2 separate regions of the Sus scrofa genome follow, and region 2 is linked to region 1. A link is a contact called in public Hi-C data. All regions are on one chromosome and are shown on one strand. Each heading gives the region's core, a stretch centred on a gene start, on an enhancer-like site or on the middle of the called end of the contact. The rest is flanking DNA. Distances are from core to core; before and after follow the strand shown. Region 1 overlaps CEP192 (centrosomal protein of 192 kDa). Region 2 overlaps CEP192 (centrosomal protein of 192 kDa).

Region 1 (6,462 bases), core at 1,318-3,817:
AATCTGAGATCACACATGCATTTGCTTGGGTTGTCACTGAATCTGTTTCCATACCGAGAGCCCCTCGATGTTTCTTTCACAGCTGAGAAATCACACAGGGTTGGCTCATCAGGTGAGGCCTACAGATGCAAAGATGTTGTCTAGAACCATGCTTCATTAGGAACCTGGGGTGAAGCATGGGAGACCTGGGTGACTCGTGCTCCCCAGGTCCCCTTCACACCGTCAGCATTCCACTCTGGCCTAGATGTAATACGTCCGTAAGGTATGGGTGTCATATGTCACACAAAGGTTACTATTTTAAGCACGGAAAGTCTATTTTATACTTTTTTTTTTTTTTTTTTTGGCCACCCCTGCACCATGTGCAAGTTCCACCATAGTAACAACACCAAATCCTTAACTGCTAGGCCACCAGGGAACTCCTTCCCTGTACTTTTAATGTTTATTTTCTCCCAAGATAATCAAAGATAGTAGTTATATATATATTAAAAGTTATTTTGGAGTTCCCATTGTGGCTCAGTGGTTAATGAATCCTCCTAGGAACCATGAGGTTGCAGGTTTGATCCCTGGCCTCACTCAGTGAGTTAAGGATCCGGCATTGCCATGAGCTGTGGTGTAGGTCGCAGACGCGGCTCAGATCTGGTGTCGCTGTGGCTCTGGCGTAGGCCGGCGACTACAGCTCTGATTAGATCTCTAGCCCGGGAATCTCCATAAGTTGCTGGTGCAGCCCTAAAAAGGCAAAAAAATAAAAACCTTCCTGAACTTTCTTAGCATTTCTTACACTAGTATTTTGCCCAGAAGATTTTGTTGTAACTTTTTTTTGGTGTTAACATTTAGCCCAGTTATCATTATTCACCTGTAGATACGTGAAGGGTTTTGTTGTTTTCATAAATTATTATTATTACAACTATTTTTATTTATTATTTATTTTGGCTGCTCCACAGCATATGGAGTTCCTAGGCCAGGGACCAGATCTGAGACACAGTTGTGACCTATGTGGCAGCTGTAGCAACAGCGGATCCTTTAACCCACTGTGCCAGTCCAGGGATCAAACTTGCATCCTGGTGCTGCAGAGATGCACTGATCTTGTTGTGCCACAGCAGAACCCCCATAAGTTCTTAATATTGGGTAGTTTTCTAGTAAATCTTTTTGTTGTTGTTGTCTTTTTAGGGCCGCATCCACATCATATGAAGGTTCCCTGGCTAGAGGTCAAATAGGAACTGAAGCTGCTGGCCTATGCCACAGCCACAGCGGCACTGGATCTGAGCCACATCTGCTACCTACACCACAGCTTACAGCAACGCCAGATCCTTAACCCACTGAGCAAGGCCAGGGATTGAACCTACGTCCTCATGGATACTAGTCTGGTTTGTTAACCACTGAACCATGATGAGAACTCCTCTAGTAAATCTTTTAAGAGACCTCAGATGGCATGCAAAAGTCAGAGCAGGAAAGTCACTGTGTATTCCAATTAAAAGTCAATATAACCTATACTGTCCTTTATTTTTTTTATATATTACTTTAAGAATACACAAGAAGGATTTTTAGTCAATGAAAAATATACATATATAATGCACTTTTAGTTTTATCTAAGTGTTTTTAGATTTATGAAAAATATAAAAATGTGACACAATCTGCTTTCTCATCATTTTTAATTTCTTTTCTCTCTCCAGTGACCCTGGCAGTTGTGGGAAGCATGGGGGTAACGTTTCTTTGGATGTTTTGCCAGTTAAAGGTCCTCAGGGCTCCCCGCTGCTTTCCCAAGCCATTCACCCACCTCAGGACAGATCGGTCTCGGAAGAAGTGTGGGCTGTGCAGCCTGAACACTTGGTCCTGGTCGCCCCTTCTTGTGAGTGTGTCCCCAGGACCCGGAAGACAGACCAGCTCCATGCCAGTGGGACTGGTGCTCTAGGACCCAGCCTGAGCACTGCCCTCCCCAGGCTCTCACTCTGCCCTCCCCACCCAGAGGGCTTGTCTGGTGCCTGGTCTCTTTTACCCTTAACACTGATGTAGGTGGTCCAGAGCAGCACCAAGTCCAGTGCTTACATTCCTGCCCATGATAAGGCAGATGGTAGCACTTTCCAGATTTCCTTCCTCCTCTTTGTTCAGTGTTGAACTTCGTTCAGTATCTTTGTAGTTTCCAAGAGTAAATGAAGGTCTTGCTTTACCAGGAACTTGAAATTTCTGTAATTGGGCAGTTGGGAAAGCAAAATGCGTTGGTATTGTAGTGTATTTATTTAGGATTTATTTTTACTGTTTGTTAACCTCTCTTTTTCACTAATGCTAAGTGTAAGTAATACTTTATTTATCTGCCATCATAGATGATATGGGGAAAACTGGACGTTTCCAGATCATCAACCATTCTGTTAGGTTACTGAGATTTGAGCTGTACTGGCCGGCGCATTGCCTGACAGTGACGCCACAACATGGGTTTATTGCGCCAGAGTAAGTATGAGCTCCCTTTCCTCCGGTGTCATCACATACTGGCGTGGTGACTTTCTGGGGTCAGATAACAGGCTGTTTTCCTCACTCAGCAGAGTGGTGCAGCGCCAGCTTCCTGCAGAGCAGGCGGGGCCCTGGGAGCTGGGGTGAGCTCCAAACCGCTTGCCAGATGGGCCACACACACAGCCAGCCACACTCTGGACTGAGAAGGTAGCTGGGAAGACATGGGCGCTTCTCAGTCTTCTGTCCTGCCTGCACCTCACTCTGCTGGGTCATCTGAGATGCTTTGCAGATGCTCCCGGACCCCCTGACATGTCTTCTCCAAGGGGTGTTTTAAGTCGAAAGGAAGTCTTCGGACCACATGGCAATGAGTCACTGCCCATGTGCAGCCTGATCCTTGACGGACAGGCCTGAGCTCTTCAGCTTCTTGGGACTACTGCTGGGGTGACCCAGGATATGCTTGTCCAAAAGGGCTTCATATGTGGGAAGAACAGTGTGACCTTTGCTCACTTGTGTGAAACGATGGCGAGTGCACTTCAGAGAGTTGACTTGACCAAGACTGAGTTAAGGTGTGGGTGGGGACGCTCCCAGGAATCCTTCCTAGGACGAAAGCAGTCTGTTGAATGGTTGCTGTTTGCAGAGATGCGAGATGATGGCACAGGCTGTTGTCAGCAGCTGCATAGGAGGTGCTCCTGCTCTGCCTTTTGGGACGTGGGCACCGAGATTGCTCGTGTCCCTGGCCATTCCTCCTCCGTCACAGATGTGGTCACATTGCCCACATTGTCTTGGATGTCCCTTAGCTCTGAAGGGAGCAGTGAGCACAGGAATCTGTGAAAAAGAAACCATCCTTCCCACCTCCCCCATTCTCTCTGGTTGTGATGGTGCTGGCATCCTTTACCATCTCATGGATGGCTCAGAGCTTCTGTGCTGTCAGGCTTCTGTGCCAGAAATGTTTGCTTCGAATTACTGTTTAGATGGTGTTTCTGTGGGGTTGTCCCTTTCCCATGAGCTTTGGCCTTAGGTTCTTGGGTTCGTGCCTCTCAGCTTGTGTCGGCTGCTGGGTCACCATGCGTGGGGTGACCTCTTGTTCTCTGCTCCTTCTGAGCAGTGAGGGAGCGTCTGGTCCCTAACACAGCAGCATGCACACCTCTGGTGGTTACCGCTGCGACAGGGCACAAGGGCCTGGCTCTCAGTGTCATGTTCTTCTTTTAAGGAGTAAGCTGCAGATTCTGGTGAGTCCTAACTCCTCCTTGTCTGCAAAACATGCAATGTTCCCGTGGAGTGGCTTGATCTACATTCACTGTGACAATGGGCAGAAGGTACTTTTTAAAATGTTTTTTAATCAATGTTTCTCTTTTTTTGCAGTTTAAGTGTTGTAATCTTTATTGATAGCACTTATATTTCAGAAATCAAATCGAGGTGTCCTTTCTGCCCAAACATACTTACTTAAAGAGAACACTTGAGCAGGGTTTTCCATGTGGTCTGCATGAATCGGCTGGGTGTCTGGAGTGGATAGTGGGCCTCATGACCATCATTAGCATGAAGAAAGAGGGGCCTGGGGGACAGGGATAAAGTCAGACATATACTCTGATTTGTGAAGGGACTTTATGTTCTCAGTTCATCAGTCTTTCATCTGTTTGGCATTACTTTGCTCTACCATGATTTAAAAATAGGCATTTTGAGAATTTGTCCTGGCTCAGCAGTAATGAACCCAACTAATATCCATGAGGACCTGGGTTCGACCCCTGGCCTTGCTTCTGGTTAAGGATCTGGCATTGATGTGAGCTGTGGTGTAGGTCGCAGACTCAGCTTGGATCCTCTGCTGCTGTGGCTGTGGTGTAGGCCGGCAGCTGTAGCTCTGATTTGACCTCTAGCCTGGGAACTTTATATGCTTCAGGTATGGGCCTTTAAAAAAAAAAAAAAAAGATAAAAATAGGAATTTTTTTTTTTTTAACAACAGTTTCACTTGCCTCTTACCCTTTTGTGTGGCTCATTTCAGAAAATTGTGAAGGTTCAAATTCGAGAAGACTTGACCCAGGAAGAACTTTTCATTCGTTTGACCTCCAGTGCCCCTGGAGTCCTTTCCCTGGGACCTGAGCCCTCAGTTAGCCATCTGGTGAAACCGCTGAGAAAACCGCCTTCCACCAGGGTTGAGATAAGAAACAAGACTATTATTTTTCCCACAACAGAACCTGGTGAAACTTCAGGTATGGGATTGCAGGGTTACCTGATTCAAATGTCTACTTCTGTGTTGGGTAGAAGGCTCTCCACCTAGTTAGCCATGGTTCATGATGGGCGCAGGCGTCATTACTTCAGGTCATGATCAGGTAGTTGCTGGAAATCCTTCCAGTTATGGGCTGGATTGGGGGAAGCTTGAAATAGTAACACATGGATTCTAGGCTTCTAATAACTCTGTAGTCTAGGAGTCCTGGACTTTTCCTCTCACACCCATCCCTTCCAGCTCTCCAGACCAGAATTGCTGGGGTGGCTGAAGGAGAGAGGAAAGTGGGTCGAGCCTCACTGTCATTTAGGATGTGACAGTCAGGCTGTAGACCTGCCCACCTCCTCACTGTGGAGCGCCCGCTGTGACGAACCCCGCCTCTGAGGGCTTGGGGTGTGAGAGAGAGAAGCTTAGTGTTGGTCATCCAGCCTCCTTCCTCAGAGGGCCTGGGAAGAATACTGCTTTGGCTCCTGTGTGTGCCCACCCTCCCTCCCTCCCCCGCCCCCCACAGTGTCTACAATTGTAGGTAAACCTCTTAGATAGGATCTGGCTCCTGGCCCCCCGTCCCTTGCCGTTCCAGCCCAGCCCTGATCTCAGGGCCATGTTTGGACTCAGCACTTCCTGATTGTTCCCCCCATCTTTCCAGCTCAGTTCCTGCAGGAGTTAGAGCTGATCTCTGAGTTCTCAGACCCCCAGGCCCCTGGCCCTCTCACGTTTCCACTGCCCACTCCTTCTGGCTCTGAGGTCTGTCACCCCATCCCCCTGTGTCCTGCGTGCCAGTCCCACCCTCATTCAACCCCACTGTCTCCCAGCCCTTGAGAGTCTGGAAACTACTGTGTCGCCTGTTTCAGGGGTACCCCCCCCCCAGCTCCTCCTGCGGGGTCTGTGCTCTCTTCCCTCATGTCCTCAGCAGTCAGCTGTGCCACTGCCAGCCCTGAACTTGCTCCTGTCAGGTCACTCAGGAGCTTTATTTTACCAAATCCAGGCCCTCTTGTGTCTGTTAGTTTATGCTCAACACTCACCCTCTAGGCACTGGCCCCCACCAGGTGCCCCCTCTGCCGCTTCTGCCGTCCTGAGCCCCAGCTGTCACCCCAGGCTCACCCAGGTTCCACATGTGGATGACTCACACGGAGCTCTTGTTGACCCATGACCCCACTTCTCCAGCCTCCTCTGCAGTGGCACCACGGCCGCCCACTCAGTTGAGCCAGTTCCCTTCAGTCAAGTCTCTTCGTCCTTCTGTTCTCCTGTCCCATCCATCAGCAAGTCCTTCACTGACTTTGCTCCCTTGGCCCCAACTCAGGCCTGATGCAGGTTACCCTGTGCTGCAGTGACCTCAGCTGGTCTCTGCCTGCACCTCCCTGCACCCCGCAAGCCACCCCCTCCCTGCTTGGCACCTGCTTCAGTCCTTCAGGAGCTTTGCATCACACGTCTGTTAAATCCAAAGTGTAGCTGTCAGATAGGACTGTGTTAGGAAACAGTATCGTCCAGTTGGCCTCCTGGGGATTTAATTGCATCTGTTCCCTGTGATGAGGTAATTAGTACACGTTGTCACCGGAATCTGCGCAATTACTTACCCCCAGTTTGTTTGAGTTGTGAAATGTGTCCCTTTTAGGAAATCACCTGGAACTTGAGAATCACGGGGACACGCAAGTGCGATGGTACCTGTCATCTCTAGCCCCTCCTTATGTCAAGGTCAGTGCTAATTGCCTGGAAGGTGCTCTTTTTAATGTTTGAGTGTCTGACCTGTGCTCATAGCTGGAGGTTGTTGGCTTTTGCTTCTCCCCCTCCTGGGGGCTCGTCCT
Region 2 (6,462 bases), core at 2,539-5,038, 81 kb before region 1:
CATGGGAAAGTTAGATATCTGCATGACTGAAGCTTGCTTAACCAAGAAGGTGACGCTATTACCCACACATTGTAATTGAAATTCATTATAATGAAGACAGAATTAATTTGATATTAATGTAATCACATGGTAACTTGGAGAATTGTCTGTTAATATTTACCTTGAAAGGAAAGGAAATGGATGATGAAAGCTTTGTTTGTTTGTTTTTTAATAGCCACACCCGCTGCATGTGGAAGTTCCCAGGCCAGGAGTTTAATCTGAGTTGCCACTGCAACAGTGCTGATCCTTTAACTCGATGTGCCCGAGCTGGGGATCGAACCCGAAGTCAGATTCTTAACCCATTGGGCCACGTGAGAACTCTGAAAGCTTTTTTTTTAATGAGTTAATTTTTTTAAAGCTTCAAAAAATTATTGATATATATATATGTGCGTGTCTTATATAAAAAACATCTTTACCATTTATCCAGAGCGATGTGTAGCCCGTAGGTCTCTTTTATTTAATTGTAGTTTTGTCATTTGAGGACAAGGACACAGACGTAGGCTCCAAAGCATAGTATTAGCTGTGTTCATGTGTTGACCACTTTCCTTTCAGCTAACTATATGGACAACTGGAAGTGCACTGGGATTCTGAAAGGTAACGGGAGCCCTGTCAGTGGGAGTTCTCAGCAGGGAAACGCAAATCCTTCCCTAGGTTCAAATACCCCAAATCTGCAGCATTCACTAAATGGATCTTCTGCCAGCAGGTAGGCTGTTTTATGAGAAAACTAGACATTATCTTCCTTTTAAATCATTCTGGTAGCTGTACTAAAGATGTGCTGTTTCTTGGATTTTAAGCTTGAATGAAGAAATTCACATGTAACTGTGACGCTAGAAAAAAATGCACTTAGGTGGCTCTATATGTGGCTTACTTGGTCTTAATATTTACAGGTAGGTTCTGAGGCTGTTAAACCAAATTGTTTTCTGAAATGTAGTGGTCTCTCAGAAATGCCTATAACTCTGTAAGATTTTACTTTGCTTTGAAGTAGTGAGACGAAGAGGAAATGCTGGACAACACTGGGGCTTTAGTCCAGAGGAACATGAGTGTTGCTAGTGCTGGTAGGGTAGTCTTTGAGTCAGGTGAAAATGAAATTTTAAGTAAAAAACACCAATCAAGGCTTTGTAGAAGAGTGAGTTAAAATTTTTTTTTTGGTATGTGCGTTTCAAACTTTCATGGAGAGGAGTTCCCGTCATGGCACAGTGGTTAACGAATCCGACTAGGAACCATGAGGTTGCGGGTTCGATCCCTGCCCTTGCTCAGTGGGTTAACGATCCGGCGTTGCCGTGAGCTGTGGTGTAGGTTGCAGACGCGGCTCGGATCCTGCGTTGCTGTGCCTCTGGCATAGGCCGGTGGCTACAGCTCCGATTCAACCCCTAGCCTGGGAACCTCCATATGCCGCGGGAGCGGCCCAAGAAATAGCAACAACAACAACAAAAAAGACAAAAAGACAAAAGACAAACTTTCATGGAGATTATAAGAGGAAATGGTAAAATTTTGAGTTCTTGATTTTTAGAATTTTCAGTGTATTTTAGATTCTCAGTAAAGAACGATGTCATCTAAAGAGTCATCCTTTTGTTTTCATATTCAAGTTTCAAATGTGAATTTGTAAGGTAAAGTTATTTTACTCTGACTTTGTGAGTAATTGGGGATACTGTCCAGGAAACATCAAAGCACAGCTATAACAAGCTGTCCTGTGGTTGTCCTGTTGTGATAAAGTACATAAGAGAATTGTATTTAAAATGTCCTCAACTCGTTTTATATTGTTATATTTTTATAAAGAAGTCCTACTTTTTAATAAGTATTTGCATGAAAACCATTTCAGGTTACTGTAGAAGATAGCAGATTATAAAGGTTATTTCACGAAGCAGAAGATACTAGTGTTGATTGTGTTTTAAAAATCTGGGTTTTGGGTGCTGCCTGTACTGCATATTTTCTTTTGTAAAGAGCTTTGACCTCTTGATCTGTGTTCTTATTGTGCCAATAACCGTGTGCGTTAGATCTGTGATGCATTTTCCCTTCTCCATTTGTATTATGTCCTTTAACAGAAAGCACAGCTGAGTACCAGCTAACTGGAGTAACTTTGCTGTTTTGCTGCTTGTTGCATGCACACAGGAATGGAAAGCGAGCTCCTTTTCCCCTTCCCCAGCGCCGTTTGACCTCTCCCAAGATACACCAGCAGCCTGCTTACTACTAAACGCAATCCAAAAGGCCTTTAAAAATACAGTGTATATCATTTTTTTTGTACTAGCCAGTTTATTGACACTATTTGAAACTTTTGAAATATAAACGGAGAGGCTTTTTGTTGAGACATTGTCACCAAAACAATTTTTTGAAATGTTTCTGAAACTAACATGGGTTTTAAAATTAAAGGATTGTTACCATCCTCAGTTGTTGGGAGGAGGGAAAAATATCACTTTATTCCATTTGGAGAATATTATTATCTATAGGTGTATGACTTTTATTTTCTAAAACAGTAAGCTAAAATGAATTTTTATAATTTTAATTTGAAGACTGAATAAATATTTTTCATAAAGATTGTTTTGAGTGCTAATTTGTTTACCTTTTGTAGAATTGGTTTATACATGATAATCAGTACAGCTGTTATTTCTTTGTAATATTTAAAAAATATTAGTGAGACTAAGAGGTGTAGTGAAATGAAAGTAACTTGACTGTATAGTTTGTAGCCAAATTAAACATTTGGTATTGCTTCATTTATAATCTGGTGGTAAAATGAAAACACCTTTGTAAGTTCTTGATTCATACTCACTAAAGATATTTCTAATATGTGCTTGTACATTTTTATGGTGTGATTCCGGGGCTTAAGTTTTCCTTCAAGTCGAATTTGGACACATTATTTAAGAAGCAGTTAAAATTTAGCTAAAACTGCATGGACAGTAACCTCCACATTCCATGCCCCAGGATCTTCTTGATTTTGTTGGCTGCTTCATTTAGTTCATGTCTCCTGATGACAAAGCTAGAAATCTTTTTTTGCAAAATTGCTTAAGTATTACGGGTAAGTCATAAAATGGCGGAAGACTAAGAGGACATATTTTTTGAGCCCTTTTACTTATCAAAATTTTGTACTATCCTAAGATTTCTGAAGAAAAACAGTTAAGTATGTTCAAAGATCATGTTTCTTCAAAAGCACGTTGCAATAGCTGGCTATACTCTGTGATCGTCTCTCTGAATTGCTTCTGGGTATCATGTATTGACTAAAAAACGTGCTGCTGCTGCTACTGCTGCTACAGATGAAGCGGTGCTGAAAGAGAAAGCTTACTTGATTTGTAAATTACAGTGCAGGGTCAAATGCGTCTCTGAGAGATTAAGAAATGTTTTAAATTATAAAATTAACGTCTTTTTGTAACATTCATACTGAGAATTTCTTTTTTTTCTTTTTTTTTTTTTTTTAGCATTTTTAGTTTAACAGATTGTATTTCTTTTTTCAAGTTTCTATACTTGCTTAAACAAGCCTGATTTGAGTAAGGGTCTTGATTTTGCTGTTATGTTCTGTTAGTTTTGGCATGAATATACTAAAGCTTTTTTTTCTAGCATGTGTTTTTTCCTCTTTGGTTCTCTTTGTATTTACTCCTTTTCTCTTTTTCTTCTGTTTTTTCTTTTTTTCTCTCTCTGTTGTTTTGGTGTTTTGTTCCTGTCTTCGCTGTTTCAGGTGTTTCTTTCCCCCTCTGGACTCCCCACGGGCTGCATGGAGCCGGCCCAGCTATGCCCAGCTCCCTCCTCCTCCTCCTCTGGTAGAGCACTCTTGCGCTGCTGACACTGCCAGCCTCCAGTATCCTCACCCTCGCAGACCATCTCTCTCTCGGCCTCTTAATCCCTTGCCTGAGAATGAAGGGGTTTAAAACACTGATTTAACACTTAAAGGCCTTATTCAAGTGCTTGTAAATGCTTTCATTCTTGGCTTTTTGTTTTTCTTCATTTTCTTTCAGAAGATTTTTCTAATTTAGGGTCTGTCTTGCATGTACTACAACCAGAACATGGTGTTTGGAACCTAAATGTGTTTGTGCTTCCACATCAAAGGAATAGTTGCCTCGTTGGTTGATAACCTTTGATGAAATATGAGATGTGTACACACAACAGTGACTCTGAGAGTTAACACACAGTAGCTGACTTCAGAACCTTTGGTGAAATACGAGAGGTGTACACATGACGGCCACAGTAGCTGGCTTCAGAATGCCTGTTCTGTACATTTTATTTTGAACTGTCACGGTATTAAGTTTCTTGTGATTTGTCATACTGGTTAATGTGAAAGCATATCATTACAAAGATCATTATAAAGTTCACTTTGCCTTTGAGACATATTAAGAAATGTTCTTAATTTTACAGGCTAATGTTGCAAATGACTAGTTTGTAAAATAAATCATTCCTGTGTATAAAGCAGCAAAACTTAATATGGACTGTTTGGTCTTTTTTTTTTTTTTTTGTTTTAAAGGAGACTGCCTCTTTTACTGCTTGGAATTACTGTTTAAAACTTTTGTAATTATTGTCCAAGTAGATTCTTTAATAAAATATATTTTTAAAGATATGAATCTGTTGCCTTATAAAAATAGAATGTATCCTATTTGATGGTTGGTAATGCTTTTATCTTCTTAAAATATCACGTTGCTAAAACAAACAAAAAATCCAAACAAATTAAGGGCTAATCATGGCATTTATTTAGAAAGGAGAAAGTTATATGTAGACTAACATCTAGAACTGAAAAATGTCCGCTTTCAATCTAATATACATTAGATTGTATTCTAAAATGGTATTTTATTTTTTTGCTTTTTAGGGCCTCATTCACAGCATATGGAGGTTCCCAGGCTAGGGGTCCAATAGAAGCTATAGCTGCTGGCTTACACCACAGCCACCACAACGCCAGATCCGAGCCACATCTATGACCTGTACCACAGCTCATGGCAACGCCAGATCCTTAAGCCACGGAACAAGGCCAGGGATGGAACCCACAACCTCATGGTTCCTAGTCAGATTTGTTTCTGCTGAGCCATCACAGGAACTCCCCTAAAATGATATTTTAAAATCTGAAATCAGAATATACTTGACAATGACTGATAAAATGATTAAAACTGTGGGACTAGTAATATTTCAGTTTTCTCAGGAATTCTCATGGCTAGAGAAAGATGTAATTGGAACAGCATGTCTGTAAGCTAATCACACATAGATATAGTTGTAAATGTATATTATAACTTATAACCCAATTTTCTTTTCTTTTCTTTCTTTTTTTTTTTGTCTTTTTGCCTTTTCGCCTTTTCTAGGGCTGCTCCTGTGGCATATGGAGATTCCCAGGCTAGGGGTCGAATTGGAGCTGTAGCCGCAAGCCTACGCCACAGCCACAGCAACACGGGATCCGAGCCACGTCCGCGACCCACACCACAGCTCGCGGCAACGCCGGATCCTTAACCCACTGAGCAAGGCCAGGGATCAAACCCACAACCTCATGGTTCCTAGTTGGATTTATTAACCACTGCACCACGACGGGAACTCCCTAACCTAATTTTCAAAGACTCTTTCCTATCAGTGTCATAACCCTTGAGCAAAGGATAAATAGCTTCTAAGATACATTTTAAGGAACATGTGAGTTTTGTATGTCTAGTAATTTAAATGTTTTGTATGTAGAGTTATCTTAGCATTCCAATGTAAGAAAAAAGCTCTTTCTAAATAATTTTCAAAGGTCTTCATTCTGTTAAAGAATATGTTTAAGACTAGTGGACTTGTCTAGTTTCATAGTAACAAGGATCTCACTTTAAGCTGGGATCTAGCTCAGGATTAGGATTCCAGGTCTTTGAGATTTCCAATCATAGAGGCACCTGGGATAGGATGGTAGAATGAGTTGACACAGACTCTTCAATTCAGTGAATATTGGGCATCTTGTATAAGATACTGAGTCAAATAATCAGAGATATGTAAAAGGAGGTAGTTTGTATACATTCACTCTGATGGAAGAAGGCATTTACAGAATTTACAAGGGGGTAATGAGGATTCAGCTTCATAGTAAAGGTTGAGCAGTACAGTAGGCATTACATTGATTTATTGGAGCCAGCAGGGTTTGGAAGGGATGTGACATCTCACGGAGAAAGGTAGAGTCCAGGGAGATGGTCCAAACCCAGAACAGGATGGGGTGTGTTCAGGCAGGAGGATGTGAGTATTAGTCTCATGAAAGAATAAGATTCATCTGGGGAGCAAGTGAGATTTACATTGTAGAAGGTGTCTGTGGTTGACATGTTACCACTCAAAACAGTTGGTAAAGGGGAGTTATGGGAGACACCTGCCTTTTCCTCCCTGGATAGGTGTTACTTCTAACTCCCTGGGAGGTACCTGTGGCCATGGGGCTGCTTCAAGCTCTACTTGAATGTGGAGATGGGAATTCACTGGGAGTTCTTCGTCTTCAGCTGGCAAGTGAAGTTGGATATG

The links. Hi-C and Micro-C count contacts between places; a contact is called where the count stands out from the background.
Region 2: a Hi-C map of skeletal muscle shows a contact between it and region 1, with 3 times the contacts expected there. The contact joins two enhancer-like sites. A contact is called at or near these places in 2 of 47 Hi-C or Micro-C datasets (liver and skeletal muscle) and 2 of 2 datasets of contacts at active chromatin or transcription factors (alveolar macrophages and skeletal muscle).

What each region holds. Positions count from the first base shown.
Region 1 is chr6:96,626,691-96,633,152 of Sscrofa11.1, reverse strand. It overlaps CEP192 (centrosomal protein of 192 kDa), which reads left to right. Exons shown (of 54, transcript XM_021096019.1): 44 at 1,671-1,846; 45 at 2,319-2,442; 46 at 3,653-3,758; 47 at 4,439-4,646; 48 at 6,273-6,352. Among named protein-coding and RNA genes, the nearest start is that of LDLRAD4, 52 kb to the right of the region's middle. Within about 2 kb of position 2,567, at least 6 of the 83 cell types and tissues checked have an H3K27ac peak or open chromatin away from gene starts, as enhancers often do. A contact at or near this core is called in skeletal muscle, where this site is marked.
Region 2 is chr6:96,708,812-96,715,273 of Sscrofa11.1, reverse strand. CEP192 (centrosomal protein of 192 kDa) reads left to right here. Exons shown (of 54, transcript XM_021096019.1): 8 at 592-742. Among named protein-coding and RNA genes, the nearest start is that of CEP192, 22 kb to the left of the region's middle. Within about 2 kb of position 3,788, at least 3 of the 83 cell types and tissues checked have an H3K27ac peak or open chromatin away from gene starts, as enhancers often do. A contact at or near this core is called in skeletal muscle, where this site is marked.